2 separate regions of the Pan troglodytes genome follow, and region 1 is linked to region 2. A link is a contact called in public Hi-C data. All regions are on one chromosome and are shown on one strand. The core of a region is the stretch at or near the end of the contact, and the rest is flanking DNA. Distances in the headings are between cores, read along the strand shown. Region 1 holds the start of CFP (complement factor properdin). Region 2 overlaps SYN1 (synapsin I).

The links. A called contact is a pair of places that touch in the nucleus more often than the background predicts.
Region 1: a Hi-C map of induced pluripotent stem cells shows a contact between it and region 2, with 2.2 times the contacts expected there. The contact joins the promoter of CFP here to the enhancer-like site in region 2. A contact is called at or near these places in 3 of 7 Hi-C or Micro-C datasets (induced pluripotent stem cells and a lymphoblastoid cell line) and 1 of 1 other capture datasets (stem cell-derived neural stem cells).

Annotation. Positions count from the first base shown.
Region 1 is chrX:48,066,079-48,068,778 of NHGRI_mPanTro3-v2.0_pri, reverse strand. It overlaps CFP (complement factor properdin), which reads left to right and starts at 1,390. Exons shown (of 9, transcript XM_521039.8): 1 at 1,390-1,736; 2 at 1,832-1,982. The coding sequence starts at 1,661.
Region 2 is chrX:48,009,440-48,012,139 of NHGRI_mPanTro3-v2.0_pri, reverse strand. It overlaps SYN1 (synapsin I), which reads left to right. Exons shown (of 13, transcript XM_016943248.4): 11 at 255-342; 12 at 440-1,028; 13 at 2,065-2,700. The coding sequence ends at 2,092. Among named protein-coding and RNA genes, the nearest start is that of TIMP1, 8.5 kb to the left of the region's middle. Within about 2 kb of position 1,314, at least 5 of the 24 cell types and tissues checked have an H3K27ac peak or open chromatin away from gene starts, as enhancers often do. A contact at or near this core is called in induced pluripotent stem cells and stem cell-derived neural stem cells, where this site is marked.

The sequences.
Region 1 (2,700 bases), core at 141-2,640, 57 kb before region 2:
GGAGAAAATATTGAAGCCAGGAGTTTGAGACCAGCCTGGGCAACACAACGAGACCCCATCTATACAGAAAATAAAAACATTAGTTGTGTGGTGGTGTGTGCCTGTAGTCCCAGCTACTTGGGGACGCTAAGGTGGGAAAATCACTTGAGCCCAGGAGTTTGAGGCTGCAATGAGCTATGATCAGACCACTGCACTCCAGCCCAGGTGACAGCAAGACTCTGTCTCTTTAAAACAAAACAAACAAAAAAACAGGTTTGGAGGCTACTGGGCTAGAGAGTGACAGGGATGCCAGACAAGGGTATGGGGAAGGCCTCTGTGAGGAGGGGCAACATTTATTATCCATCTTCTCGAGGGCCAGGATTTTTGTCTGTCCTATTCTCTGCTCTAATGCTAAGAACCGCATCTGGCATCCAGTAGGTGCTCAATAAATGTTGAATAAATTTATCAAACACAGAGCACCTACTATATGCCAGGCACTGTTCTAAAGACTTTCCAAAAGCTTAACTCCTGGCCGGGCACGGTGACTCACGCCTGTAATCCTAGCACTTTGGGAGGCCAAGGCAGGTGGATAACCTGAGGTCAGGAGTTCGAGACCAGCCTGGCCAACATGGTGAAACCCTGTCTCCACTAAAAATACAAAAATTAGCTGGACATGGTGGTACACGGCTGTAATCCCAGCTACTCAGGAGGCTGAGGCAGGAGAATTGGTTGAAATCGAGAGGCAGAGGTTGCAGTGAGCCGAGATCGTGACACTGCACACCAGCCTGGGCGACAGAGTGAGACTCCATCTCGACAAAACAAACAAAAGCTTAACTCGCAATCTTTGCAACACACCCTACCTATGTTGTAGGTGCTGTCTGTGAGCACATTTTACAGAGGGGAAACAGGCTCCAGAAGGGGAGTGTTATCTGCCCGAGGGTTCTCTGATGGAATATGGCCCAGCTTATTCCCTCCTAATCACCCCAGACCCTGGTGTTGTCCCCACCTGGGCCCATGGAACAATGGATAGACCCCATTCCCCTCCTGAATCCCTCCCCAGGCTCCTGCCACTTCCCTTTCTCACTTCCCTTGTGCTGACCTCCCCGACCACAAGCTGACCACAGGGAACCTCTCAGGAAAGGAGGGCCGAGGTTAAGGGAGGGTGGAAGGTGGAGCAACTGCCTCGATGCTCCCTCCACCCCCACGAACAGGAACATACTGAGCACGGCACACTCACTTCACCCTGGTTCAACACCCCCACGAGGTTGACCCTGTCATTATGTTAGAGATTATGCATTTTCCACATAGGGAAACTGAGGCTCAGGGGTGTTAAGTGACTCACCCAAGGTCACACGGCTAGGAAGTTGCTGCACGCTCCTATGCTCCATTTCCTCTGGGTGAGAATTTGTCCTAGGAGCTTCTATTGAACACTGTGAGGTTGCTGGGAGGAGCGCGAGGTGCTGGGGATACAGTAACAAACAGAACAAGACCAAGAGTAAGACAGGAAATGGGGAGGGGAGAGTAGAGAAGGAGGCAGAGGGGACAGGGTGGGGTCAAAGCAGGATGCCCTCCCAGTTCCTCCTGCCTCTAGGTTCCTCTTTCCCTGCTGATTCCAGGAGCCTATCAACCCAGATAAAGCGGGACCTCCTCTCTGGTAGAGGTGCAGGGGGCAGTACTCAACATGATCACAGAGGGAGCGCAGGCCCCTCGATTGTTGCTGCCGCCGCTGCTCCTGCTGCTCACCCTGCCAGCCACAGGTGAGGGGGTGAGGGCCCAGCTGGCCCCAGGGGTGTCCAGGCCCACCACATCCCTGACCGAGCCCCACCCACCCATCCCCCCGGCCCTGTTACAGGCTCAGACCCCGTGCTCTGCTTCACCCAGTATGAAGAATCCTCCGGCAAGTGCAAGGGCCTCCTGGGGGGTGGTGTCAGCGTGGAAGACTGCTGTCTCAACACTGCCTTTGCCTACCAGAAACGTAATGGTGGGCTCTGTCAGCCTTGCAGGTTAGGGGGAGCCTGGGGTGGGGGATGGGGTGGAGGGAAGGACTGTCTGGGGGGGTCACCCAAAACTGGGCACTTTCTTTCTCTGGGACTTCCAAGGGTGGCCCTGAGGCCCTGATCGTGACCATACCTCAGGGTTTCTCAACCTTGTTACTATTGACATTTGGGGCTGGAAATTCTTGGCTGGGGGAGGGGATTGCTTACCTGTGTATTGTGGGATGTTTTGTAACACCCCTAGCCTTCCACTAGATGCCAGTAGCAATTCTCCCCACCAGCTGTGACAACCAAACATGTCAGCAGACATTGCCAAATGTCCCCTGGGGGTCAAAATCACCCCTGATTGAGAACCACTGACATAGCTCACACATATTGAGCACCTCCTGCACACTGGAAGCATTGCAGGTGGGGTGCAGCTTGGTATTTCCCTAATTTTGATGACAGCTCATGTTTATTGAGTGCTTACTGTATATGGACACACTGTGGGGGCGGGAAAGTTTGGGGAATTCAAAGGGCAGCTCTAGGCCCCTAATTATGATGACACTTCACATTCATTGAGCACTCCCTGTATACCAGCTGCATGGCAGGGTTGGGAGATGAGCTTGAGGATTTCTGAGGGTAGCTCTAGTCTCCTGATCATGATTTCCAGCTTGCATGGATTGAGCCCTTACCGTATGCCAGACCTGTTTTCTGCTTGCTTACTATATATCCCAGATACACCGTG
Region 2 (2,700 bases), core at 65-2,564:
CATCACCTTTGCACACATGTGGCTGCGATTGCCAATTGTTTAAAACATTGATAAGCAGCTGCTGCCCTGACTTCCCTGAGCACCTCCCTGCCCTGCCCCTGGGAACAGGTCCCCCACCCCACAACCCAGAGTACCCTCAGCTCAGCCACAAGTGGGGCAACACCCAGCGCACAGGGAACCTGTGTCATCACTGGCTGATGCTCCACTGGCTGGTAACTATTTTTAACCTCTCCTGCTCCATTCCTCTGCCGCAGACTCCGTCCCCAGGGGCCCTGCCCTTGGGCCGCCAGACCTCCCAGCAGCCCGCAGGGCCCCCGGCTCAGCAGCGACCCCCACCACAGGGTAAGCGAGAGGCTGGCGGTCGCAGTCCCCTCCCTCAGCCCGCCATCTCTTACCCGCTCACTCTCACGTGTGCTCTTTCTCTCCCTCTGTCCCCCAGGCGGCCCTCCACAGCCGGGTCCAGGCCCCCAGCGCCAGGGACCCCCATTGCAGCAGCGCCCGCCGCCGCAGGGCCAGCAGCACCTTTCAGGCCTTGGACCCCCAGCTGGCAGCCCCCTGCCCCAGCGCCTTCCAAGTCCCACCTCAGCGCCCCAGCAGCCCGCGTCCCAGGCCGCGCCGCCGACCCAGGGTCAAGGCCGCCAATCCCGGCCAGTGGCGGGAGGCCCCGGGGCGCCTCCAGCAGCCCGCCCGCCCGCCTCTCCGTCTCCCCAGCGCCAGGCGGGCCCCCCACAGGCTACCCGTCAGACATCCGTCTCTGGCCCGGCTCCGCCAAAGGCCTCTGGGGCCCCACCGGGCGGGCAGCAGCGCCAGGGCCCGCCCCAGAAACCCCCAGGCCCAGCCGGCCCCACACGCCAGGCCAGCCAGGCGGGTCCCGTGCCCCGCACTGGGCCACCCACCACGCAGCAGCCTCGGCCCAGCGGCCCGGGCCCCGCTGGACGTCCCAAACCACAGCTGGCCCAGAAACCCAGCCAGGACGTGCCGCCACCCGCCACCGCCGCTGCAGGGGGACCTCCGCACCCCCAGCTCAAGTAAGGGGACCCCTACAGCAGCCCTCGCCTTGCTGCTCACAAAGCGGGCCGCTGCCCCAGTAGAGCAGCCCTAGCTCCCTTGCTCCTCAGACCCAGGTCCTATGCAGGGGTCCCACGAACTCTCTCCAGCCTGAGCCAAGCCCTTCCCCCAAGCTTTGGCTCCTCCCGGCCCACCAGAGGCTCCGCACCCCCACCCCAGGAATTTGGTGCCAGAATCCCAGAGAAACTGCACTCAGTTCGAATTCCTCCTCAAAGGCCCTGGGAAAGTTTCCTCCTCTAGGGCCTCCCAGGCACCTGGCTGACCCACCCTCTGCAACTTCCTGCCCGGCCCAGAGCCTTCCCTGCCAAACTGCCCCCCCCCCAACCCATCCCTAAAACTCCTGGCCCGAGTCCTAGTCCTCCTATCATCTGGCTCTTCCCACTCCATCCTCATACTTTTCCTCCTCCTTCACATCCTTCTGGCCCATCTCAGTCTCCCCGCGAATCATCACCCATCTGCCTTTTCTGGTCCATTCCAACTCCCATCCCAGCTCAGACGTCCTCCCTGCCCCACCCAGCTGCTCTGCCTTAGGCTGACTTGCCCAACAGCCTGTCCTTGGTCCAAGCCCTTTCTATGCCCTCCTAGACACCTCACCCTTAGATTGGAAACCTCCCTGCTCATCTTCCCCTTTGTATCAAACTAGCCAAGAATTCACAGAGAAGGTTCTGCCCAGGACTCTTGCCACGAATCCCACACTTCACCCTGGATCCAAGTCCTCCCAGCCTGTCCCAGATCTCGCCTCCCTGGCCCAGGACTCCACCCACTCCACCTGAGTGCTCCCAGCCTTGAGAACCTGTTAGGGTCCAGGCCCATGGTGGCAGGTGGGGAGGTCACAGGCACAGCCCCAGGATCAGAGGGGCAGGGCTGGGGCTGGGCCTGGGGTAACGTTGTGTTTCTCTCCCCTTCCTCCCCTTCCTCTTCCCCCTTCCTCCCACGCCTCCACCTTGTCTCTCTCTAGCAAATCCCAGTCTCTGACCAATGCCTTCAACCTTCCAGAGCCAGCCCCGCCCAGGCCCAGCCTTAGCCAGGACGAGGTGAAAGCTGAGACCATCCGCAGCCTGAGGAAGTCTTTCGCCAGCCTCTTCTCCGACTGATACCCCACTCTGAGAACCCCAAAATCCCTGGGCAACCCTTCTCTGGGCCCTGAATCCATTTCTCACTTTTGGAGTCTCCAAATCCCTTGAGAACCCATCTCCCGGTTCTCCAAGATTCCACCTCTCATTCCTCAAGATCCCCGAGTACCTTGAGAAACCTGACTCCTCCTGGCCCTAAATCCGGTTCTCACATGTGGAATCCCCAAGTCCTTTTAGAACCCCACTCGTGGTCACTTCAGGATCTACTTCTGTTTTAGAACCTCCACATTCCTGAAGACCTCCACCCCTGGTTTCCCCAGAGGGCGTTTTCCTTCCTGGAAGTGCCCAAATACCAGGCAACCCATTGCAGAATCCCTTCCTGGAGCCCTAAAGTTCCTGGAAAACCCTATTTTTGGTCCCAAATCTCTCCAGCACACCTATTTCCCATCATAATTTTCCAAATCCTCAAGAAACCCCTACTGTTGAGCCCCTTCCCATGGATCTTCCATCCCTCTGAAGATCCACATCTTCAAATGCCACCCAACACCTAGCCCCACAA